2 separate regions of the Cyprinus carpio genome follow, and region 1 is linked to region 2. Evidence: chromatin contacts called from public Hi-C data. All regions are on one chromosome and are shown on one strand. Each heading gives the region's core, a stretch centred on a gene start, on an enhancer-like site or on the middle of the called end of the contact. The rest is flanking DNA. Distances are from core to core; before and after follow the strand shown.

Region 1 (4,228 bases), core at 904-3,403, 35 kb after region 2:
CCTGAAACAAGATGTTTGAAAATGATCTGACTACAAAAACAACATCTAACACTAAATATTAACATTGTCAACTCACCTGCTTCCAACAGCGGGATCATGTGCAACATATTGAGAAGTTTGATGGCTTCTGCATCTTCTCTAGTCAAGATATCTACAGGGACAACGTCCTGAATCTCCTTTTCTGGAGATGAAAGTCATGGATCGGATTACTGAACATGAACAAGATATTATGCTGCAGTATATTCAAATGTGTATTATAAACATCAGTGGTCACCTCTTGATAAATGAATTTCTTTTCCGATCTGCACCTCAGCACGTTGCATTTCCCTTCTCTTGACAAATGGCTTTAAAAGACTGTAAACAGTCTTCATCTCACACCAAGACTGTTCACACAGGAGGGTCACGCTCAGATGCCGCTTGAAGAAGCGTTGCATTGGGCTAAAGCTGTTTCCATGTAGGCTCTTTCTCTTTAAACCTCTCACAGTTTCTGTTTTTACTGTTTCTTGTCCCAAAGCCTCTTCATTCCTGCTGAAAAGAAGAGCACAGTCACGTGACAAAAGCAAAGAACTATCAAATGCTGCAGTTCAGCAGAATAACTAGGGTTCCATGTCTGCACACAATATGTAACCATTTTCCACTAAGCATCATCTAAATAACTTACTTGTGTACAGATGAGGTGGACGCACAGGGGCTATCAAAGTTCACTGAGTGTTCACCATCAGTTTCACTACTGAGAGGACACTGGGGCTCTCGAAAGACATACAATACTTCGTTTATATGTATAAACATTAAAAAACTATGTACAAGTTTTCAGTTGAAAGACAGACTGGTAAAATTTACAGATGATAGACTTACTAACAGAAAGATACACTCATAACACGACAGTGTCATCCTGTCTCCAGAATTAAAAGTATTACTACAATCGCAACTATTAACCAAAATTACAAGATATTTTACCGATGCTTTGTTGCTCAGAAGGGATGTTGAGAAATTCTGAGTCGCTAATATCATCCCAGTCATCGAACAGTTGTTGTGATCCAGACGCATCCATCTGAAAACGAAACTAAAGAAGCTCTCAACCCATTTGCATTATTTGGCGTACGACATGCTCAAACATTTTCCTACAATGTCACGCCCCCTTCAACATCTTTAAATGCATTCGATTGGCTAATGCGATATGCCCCGCCCACTTCAAGCCAAATGCTTCCTATGAATTCTGTAAAGCAAAACACTGTTATAAAATTACCCGGTGGCACATTTCCGAAATAAAATCAATCATACTTCTTTATATTTCTTCTAGGAAACGTTTGGTATATTTCAATGCGATGAAGATTGGTATAAATAATGCAACAGTGAGGCACGGAAAGTAATGGCGTTTTTGACCTCCTGTAGTTAGTTGTAATGGTTTCCAGTTTTTAAATAAAAATAGAAATGAACACTTGAATGAAACAACGATCAAGAAACATAACTGTGGATCAGAACGTCACACGTCAGATCAGACCCATATTAATACAGGGGGGTAGTTTAACTCGGGAATATAGTAAAGATGCTGTTATAGCATCTTCACAATAATTTAACATTACCACACAATGATTTAAATCACAGGTCTCTTGACATTGTCACTCCGGTATCACTAGAGGGTTAACCAGACCCTTTCCTGCAGCGGAAAACAACACTAGATGAAACCCCTATAACAGACAAGAGTCTATATACAGCCTAAAACAACACCTAAGATCATGGAGCTGAAGAACAGGCCTGGAGGACACACATGCTCCCAGAAGACCTAGAAACAGCAAAAAGGGAGCAGACAACACAAAAAGCTGTGGGTTTCCGCAGCCGGGCCCAACCACTCTAAGAAGATGCCACCGAAGACAGTCTTGAGCCAGTCCCAGGAGAGTCTGAGGTGGGGGGGAATGCTGGCCAACCCTGTGGAAGAAGAAAAGAGGACTGAGATTTATAAAACCAACAGAAGGAGGCGGTATCTGGCTGCTCAAGATGATCTCATGGAGAGCTTGGCCTGCCCTGACAGCCAGTAAAGTTCTTGTATTAATGAAACTTATACATAGCACTATATAGATTTTAAAACAATTGCATTCCTTAAGGCCTTATTTCTAATAGTATATATATAATACTTACTTACACCTCTAGGGGGCACTCAAGAACAACAAATGAGAAGTTTACTAGTTGTACTTGAAGTAAAGTCTTGTTATCTAGCATGATTAAAAAATGCAAACATTAAGGACAATGCACATTTTATTTAAAAAAAAAAAAAAACACGTCACTTTAAAAATGTATTTATTTCATTTTAACTGTTAATAACCATCATAAAAGGAATTCAAGTTAAAAGAATAACAATTTTACACAGCACAGCTACAGATTTTAAAACCAGCACATTTGTGTCACACACTTGATCAATGACCGCGCACAGAATTAAAGAGAATTAAAACAAGAACAGGAAATAAATAGGGGAAAATGCCACTGATAAAAACATTGCTGTTATTTACATTATAATTTATTTATCTACAGATGCCTCAGTCTGCAGTTTCAGGCTCTAATGTGACCCCACTTCTCATTTTCCTTCATGAGTAACGATACAGAGAATGACTTACTAAAACCAAGCAGAGCTGTGGAAGTCATCTAGCCTTTACATAAAGAAAATATGGATGACAGCATAAGTGTCCTAATGGATAATTACAGTAGTAAAATACACAGACAATGTTAGTTTAAGATGGAGTTAATGTTTTCATCCAGATTCACTCAACACCCTTGTGCAAAGACACACTAACATACCCTGCTTCTTCAGAAAACACTTTTTAGGCCCTAATATATGAACATTACCCTTCTACAGCTCAGTGAGATTGAACCTGTTAAATAGAAACATGTGAAAAATATGTTCTGAAACTCCACCTTTGTAAACCAAACCTAAAATGCACCATTGTATTATTCTAATACTCACTTTATGATGGGGCAAAAGTTTGCTCTCTAGTAAATCATGTATTTCTCTATGGCCAACTATGTTTCAAAATCAAATCTAACCATCAAACCATTGAATCTCACCATTAAATAATCAACCACACTTCTACATACAATTAAAAACCATTGTTGTACATTACCATTGATAACTAATGGAGAAAACACATACAAATATCCATATGCTGCTCCTAAGCAAACCTTCAAACACAGTTGCTTACACTTCCTTCAGCCTAAAACAATCTAAAACTGCGCATCTGTCAAGGGATCCCCTTTCCAACTGGCAACAATTTCAGTCCGAGTTTCCTTTTTTTCCTCTTGGGACTCAATGAATGCAGGCGGTGGTTTATAAATGGTATATATGGGCGTAACGTCAGGCACAGATGCCCGTGTGTCTTCAAAGACCAGCCTGGCAATCAGAAGCCTGCATCTCTACAGCAGAGAAGAAGCGCTTGGTCAGCTTGTGCCCGTCATACTTGAGCTGGGTGGTGTAGAAGGTCCGGGTGTGTTTGGGGTACACTATGGTGGTGCTCTGGTAGCGCTGCACCCGATGACGGGGCTGGAACTCCAGCTGGGTCTTGTAATGTCTCCAGGTGCTCTGAGGCAGGGCCAACACCGTCTGGCTGCACATCTCCAGACCCAAACCCTTGGGCTGCAGGGTCACGTCCTGGATGAAGTGCCGATCTGAATCATAACGCACTGAAGACGTGTATCTGTAAGAACACGTGTAACAAGTTAGTGCTACATATGAATTGCACCTGCCCAGAGCAAATCGGCCAAATCCAAAAATCATGCGATAGTCACAGCAAAAAAAAAAAAAAAAAAAAAAAAAAACACTTTACCTTATTTCTTTCAGTGGCAGAGGATCAAGTTCAATTCCTTCGCCATAGGACAATGCATGCAAATGCCGATTATTATGAACCTGTAATTAAGATTTTTTTAAAATACTGCTTTATAAATAACTAATAAATATTTTTTTTAAATCAGTATACATTAAAAATATGTATATAAATATTTCAACTAAAAACTAACACACAAAAACACAAAAACAAAAATATAACAGGAAAACTAAAATAAACCTAAATACTAATATTTAAAATAACCTAATAAAAATAACAAAAGCACAAATATTTTGCCAATATTTCTGCATTAAGGACCCATACCACGGCGGTTCCTCTGTTCTCGTCTTCTGTAATCGGGGTACCAGCCCCGGTGCCCTGCAGTAACCAAGCGCTCGGGCTCGGACTCGGAGGCAGAC
Region 2 (3,946 bases), core at 354-2,853:
ATTTACATAACCTGGCAGGCTGGGAAGGAAGTGCCACATCGCCGAACGGTGACACTGCACCACCCCACCATACCTCACCCTGAAAACAGCAAAGACACCTGAGAATTCCCATGTGCCCTGTTGACCTCGTGACAGAGCAGCTCTCATTCATATCCAGGGCAATCCTTTTAATCTTCATAGCAGTAACCTGTAATATCTGCTGCAGTGCACCTCTGTTGTAAGTGTGGTGAGCGAGAGAACCGCTTCCTGGATGCTGTGGGAATTTTCCATTTGTGGAGGAATGTGAATAATTTCTCACAGATATGCTGATGTGCAGGTCTAATTTGAATTGTCACATCCTGTTCTTTCCATTTATGTCAAGCGTGAAATATTTGCTGAGTCACATCATGTGAGTTTGTTGAAACACATTATACGTACTGGTTTCATCTATAACACTGTGGTCAGGATTGCACATGTCATTTGGACTTGTTTAGTTCGGATATCAGTACAGGCCCTTCAAAGATGAATGCTGAATTTGACATGAACACATATGGCCCAGCAAATAAAGACTGTAGGGAATTGAGGAATGAAAAGCACTTGTGTTTGTACGAATGGAACTAATTTTATGAAAAAAAAAAATGGCTTAGATTTTTTCATCAAAAGTTTACGTCACACCCATATGGACATGGGTGGAAGTACTGTTTCTAGACAGTATGTAGATAAAGGGATCCACTAATGCTTGTTTTTTCTTGTAAGCAGTGTGTGAATTATACAGTGGGTCAAAGGTCAATTCTCCATTGGTTATTTTTAGAGAGCAATCTGATGAGGTTAATTTCTACAGAGGGCCAGGAGGGCCACAAATAAAATGAAATAATAACTTATATTAGCATATTGATTCAAAAATAAAAATGAACATAAGCAATTACTTTCAATAATTAACTTACTTAGACATATTTACAACTCTTTAAAAAAATCATTTAATGTATTATTTTATTAACAACTTTTTTTAAATGTTTCAAAGCTACTTCAAATAAATACACATTTAATTTAAAATAATTAAAACATTAAATGTATATTTATTTTTCTATTTGTAAAGTGATTTATTAATCCAATATTTTATTTGTTACAATAACTACATTTTTAAACATGAATTAAATCAGCATTTTTGAATGTTTTGTTTGTCAGTTTATTTATTTACATTTTTTTTTCTGAATTAATGCATAGATAATTGATTCCTTAATTTTAAAGTGGCACAAGTACTCCATACATCTCAGGCAACCCACATTTTTGACATATCTAGCACAGCTAGTCAAGCTTCAGCTTTTCTAAAGATTTTTTTTTTACTTTGAGTTCCTATGGATGGATTTAAGCCTCAGCTGACGCCCTCTCTATAATTCATAACATGTTTGACCTTGCAGTTGCCCTCTTCTTTTAAAGGACATTATAGGCTAATATAACATGCTATAATAAACAAACAAATAAATTAATAAATAATTGCAAGGGCATCTTCTAACCTCTGTGCCAAAAGCAGAGCTTTTTTTCTGGAGGATTTTTCATAAGATATGAGAGAGACAGGAATGGGGCTGTGAGACAACCAGCCAAGGCCATTTCATGTGGAGGTAATGAAACACAGCATCTAATAAGCTGGGGGAAAAGTGCTGTACTTTTCCAGGTCTAATGCCCCAATGGCCATGCGAGTGAGGGGCCCGGCCCACCCCAGCCCACTTCATTGCTTTGTTATGAGTAAGAGAAGCGGAAAGGTGCTGCCCTGCGGACAGAAGACACAGATGTCTGATGTATCCAGGGTACCCGGCCACCCTCCCCCATATCCTCTACAGCCAGAGGCTGACATCCCAAGGACAGGAGCCAGGAGCTGCGCAGTCCCTGCGTGTTTCCAATAAATCAGACAGATTAATTACGGAGCCAGGCATGTGAGTGCTTCAGGTCCGCATCTAAAAAGAGGACAGCACTATAATTGGCAGTGTGCATTAACACAGTGTAATACCTTCCATACAAAAACATGACTTACACTCACTGACTCACTGATAATGTACAGAGGTAATGCAAATTATGCTGCTTACATTATACAATGTATAACTAACTTTTTAGAGAAAGTTATTACAGATCAAATAACTTTGAACATTTGTTCATAACTTTGAGAGAAGCACGAGAGCGCAAGTCCACGTGAAGCACCAGATGAAGGCGGTGACCGAACAGAGTTAATTATTCCAGTGAGCCGTAAAAAGAAGGCTGAAATTTTGTTTGATTTTCTGATTATGTAAAGTGCATTAAATAACCATGTGCAATGTGTTCCCTATTTGCAGTGTTGTTCAATCACGCGATGAAGGAAATAGAAAATTATTTCCTCCTTCATTAAAAAGCTTACAATAGTCATATATACTAAGACACCATTCAAATTTGATGTGTTAATACTTTAGTTGTTTAATCCTATCTCTTTTGAACAACCCTTGACTGTAACAGTGGAAACTAACGTCCCTTCTCTTTTGGCCTGTGCCTCGTATATCTGATGACAGTCAGCAGTCAAGTGCTTGCAGATCATGCTACACAGGCGTGAAGTTGCACAATGGAAAAAAAAAAACCTGATGCAAGTCTCCACCAGAGTGGGCAATACCACCACATAGCCACCGGCAAATGTGGCCAGCTTCTCCTTCTTCCTCCTCAACCAGCCATAAAGATTGCAAAGAATGCGAACCACGGCTAAATCAAAGTTGCAAGAATGTGAGGTCCTGATCTGGCCCCCTTCAGACAAGCCAGGCAACCTGTCACCCTACATTAGATCTCCTGCCATCAATCCTCCTCATGTCTCTGCCCAGGGGACAGGCGTTAACCAGCTCTTCTCCAAGTCACAGCCAAAGATATTGAAAGATTAAAGCAGATTTAGGTATGGGAAGAGAGAGAAAGAAAAAAAATAGAGCAAGAAAGATACACAATACGTGTTAGAGAGTGAGAGTTCACCCCACCTAGTACATCTGCGTCATGCACATGCGAAGAATTTGCCGAAGGCTTCTGCAAATATTTGCTGCTTGAGTTGGGAAATGGTCACACCTGGGTTGCAGCAACAAAGGGCAGGTCAAATAACACAGGTGCTGTACTCCTGCGGAGTCCAGAGAATACATCAAGAAAACAAACAAAACATCAGCCGGAAGCATGTGGTCTTTGTTTCAACCTTCTACTTTAAGCTCACCTGGAATAAATCTATCCAAAAACAAGAGGTATTCAATGCATTTCATTAATGCGGAACAAGGTGTGCAGATTTGGCCTTTCTTACATCACCCAATGACGGCTCAACATTGCCCACTGATGACCCACTAATGATGTGCATCCCTACCGCGCTGCTAATTCAATTCACCCTTGTAATGCATTCACTGTACTGCTGTTGGAGAACTTTGCTGAACTATTAACACGTTCTGTGAAACCCCATTCTTTTATGCACGCCAGGACAAAAGCATTGTATGAATTTCGAAGCGGAATTATTTAGGCTACCTGTGTCATGTTTCAGGTTAAAAATAGGTGCTAAATATAAACTTGCTTTCCGAGCCAAAACGAGTGAGCTCTGCGTCACGGTAACTGTCACTCATGCCTGCACTGCTTTTCCATAGTCTCGGGCTTTTCCATACTGCCATCTGCTGCTGGGACACACTTGTGAAGCATTGTGCACAAGTACGCATGGAACATCAAGATCTTCAGACATTACCAATTACACAAAAAACAAACAAACAAAAAAAAAATGTATAGGATAAGCCTGTAGAATTATATTGCATGTGAATTGTGGATAAAACTGCAAAAATCACTGGAAAAAAAAATGTCAATAAAAATATCATATTCACTTATTACTTTAAGATCATTTCATCTAATTTGTTGATTACCTCAAAAATACTGCTAGTTCATTTATTGACATATATGTTGTTGTTAACTAAAACGACAAAAAAAATAGTTTTCATTCATT

The links. Hi-C and Micro-C count contacts between places; a contact is called where the count stands out from the background.
Region 1: a contact with region 2 is called in a Hi-C map of liver, with 5 times the contacts expected there. The contact joins the promoter of LOC109071148 here to the enhancer-like site in region 2. A contact is called at or near these places in 3 of 8 Hi-C or Micro-C datasets (liver, red blood cells and skeletal muscle).

The regions. Positions count from the first base shown.
Region 1 is chrA15:16,044,346-16,048,573 of ASM1834038v1, forward strand. It overlaps LOC109071148 (protein ABHD15), which reads right to left and starts at 2,154. Exons shown (of 7, transcript XM_042771218.1): 1 at 958-2,154; 2 at 662-749; 3 at 275-525; 4 at 77-181; 5 at 1. The coding sequence starts at 1,051. It overlaps LOC109071146 (refilin-B-like), which reads right to left. Exons shown (of 3, transcript XM_019087617.2): 1 at 4,134-4,228; 2 at 3,813-3,892; 3 at 2,279-3,683. The coding sequence ends at 3,368.
Region 2 is chrA15:16,009,693-16,013,638 of ASM1834038v1, forward strand. No RefSeq gene overlaps it. Among protein-coding and RNA genes, the nearest start is that of LOC109103253, 9.5 kb to the left of the region's middle. Within about 2 kb of position 1,604, at least 2 of the 8 cell types and tissues checked have an H3K27ac peak or open chromatin away from gene starts, as enhancers often do. A contact at or near this core is called in liver and skeletal muscle, where this site is marked.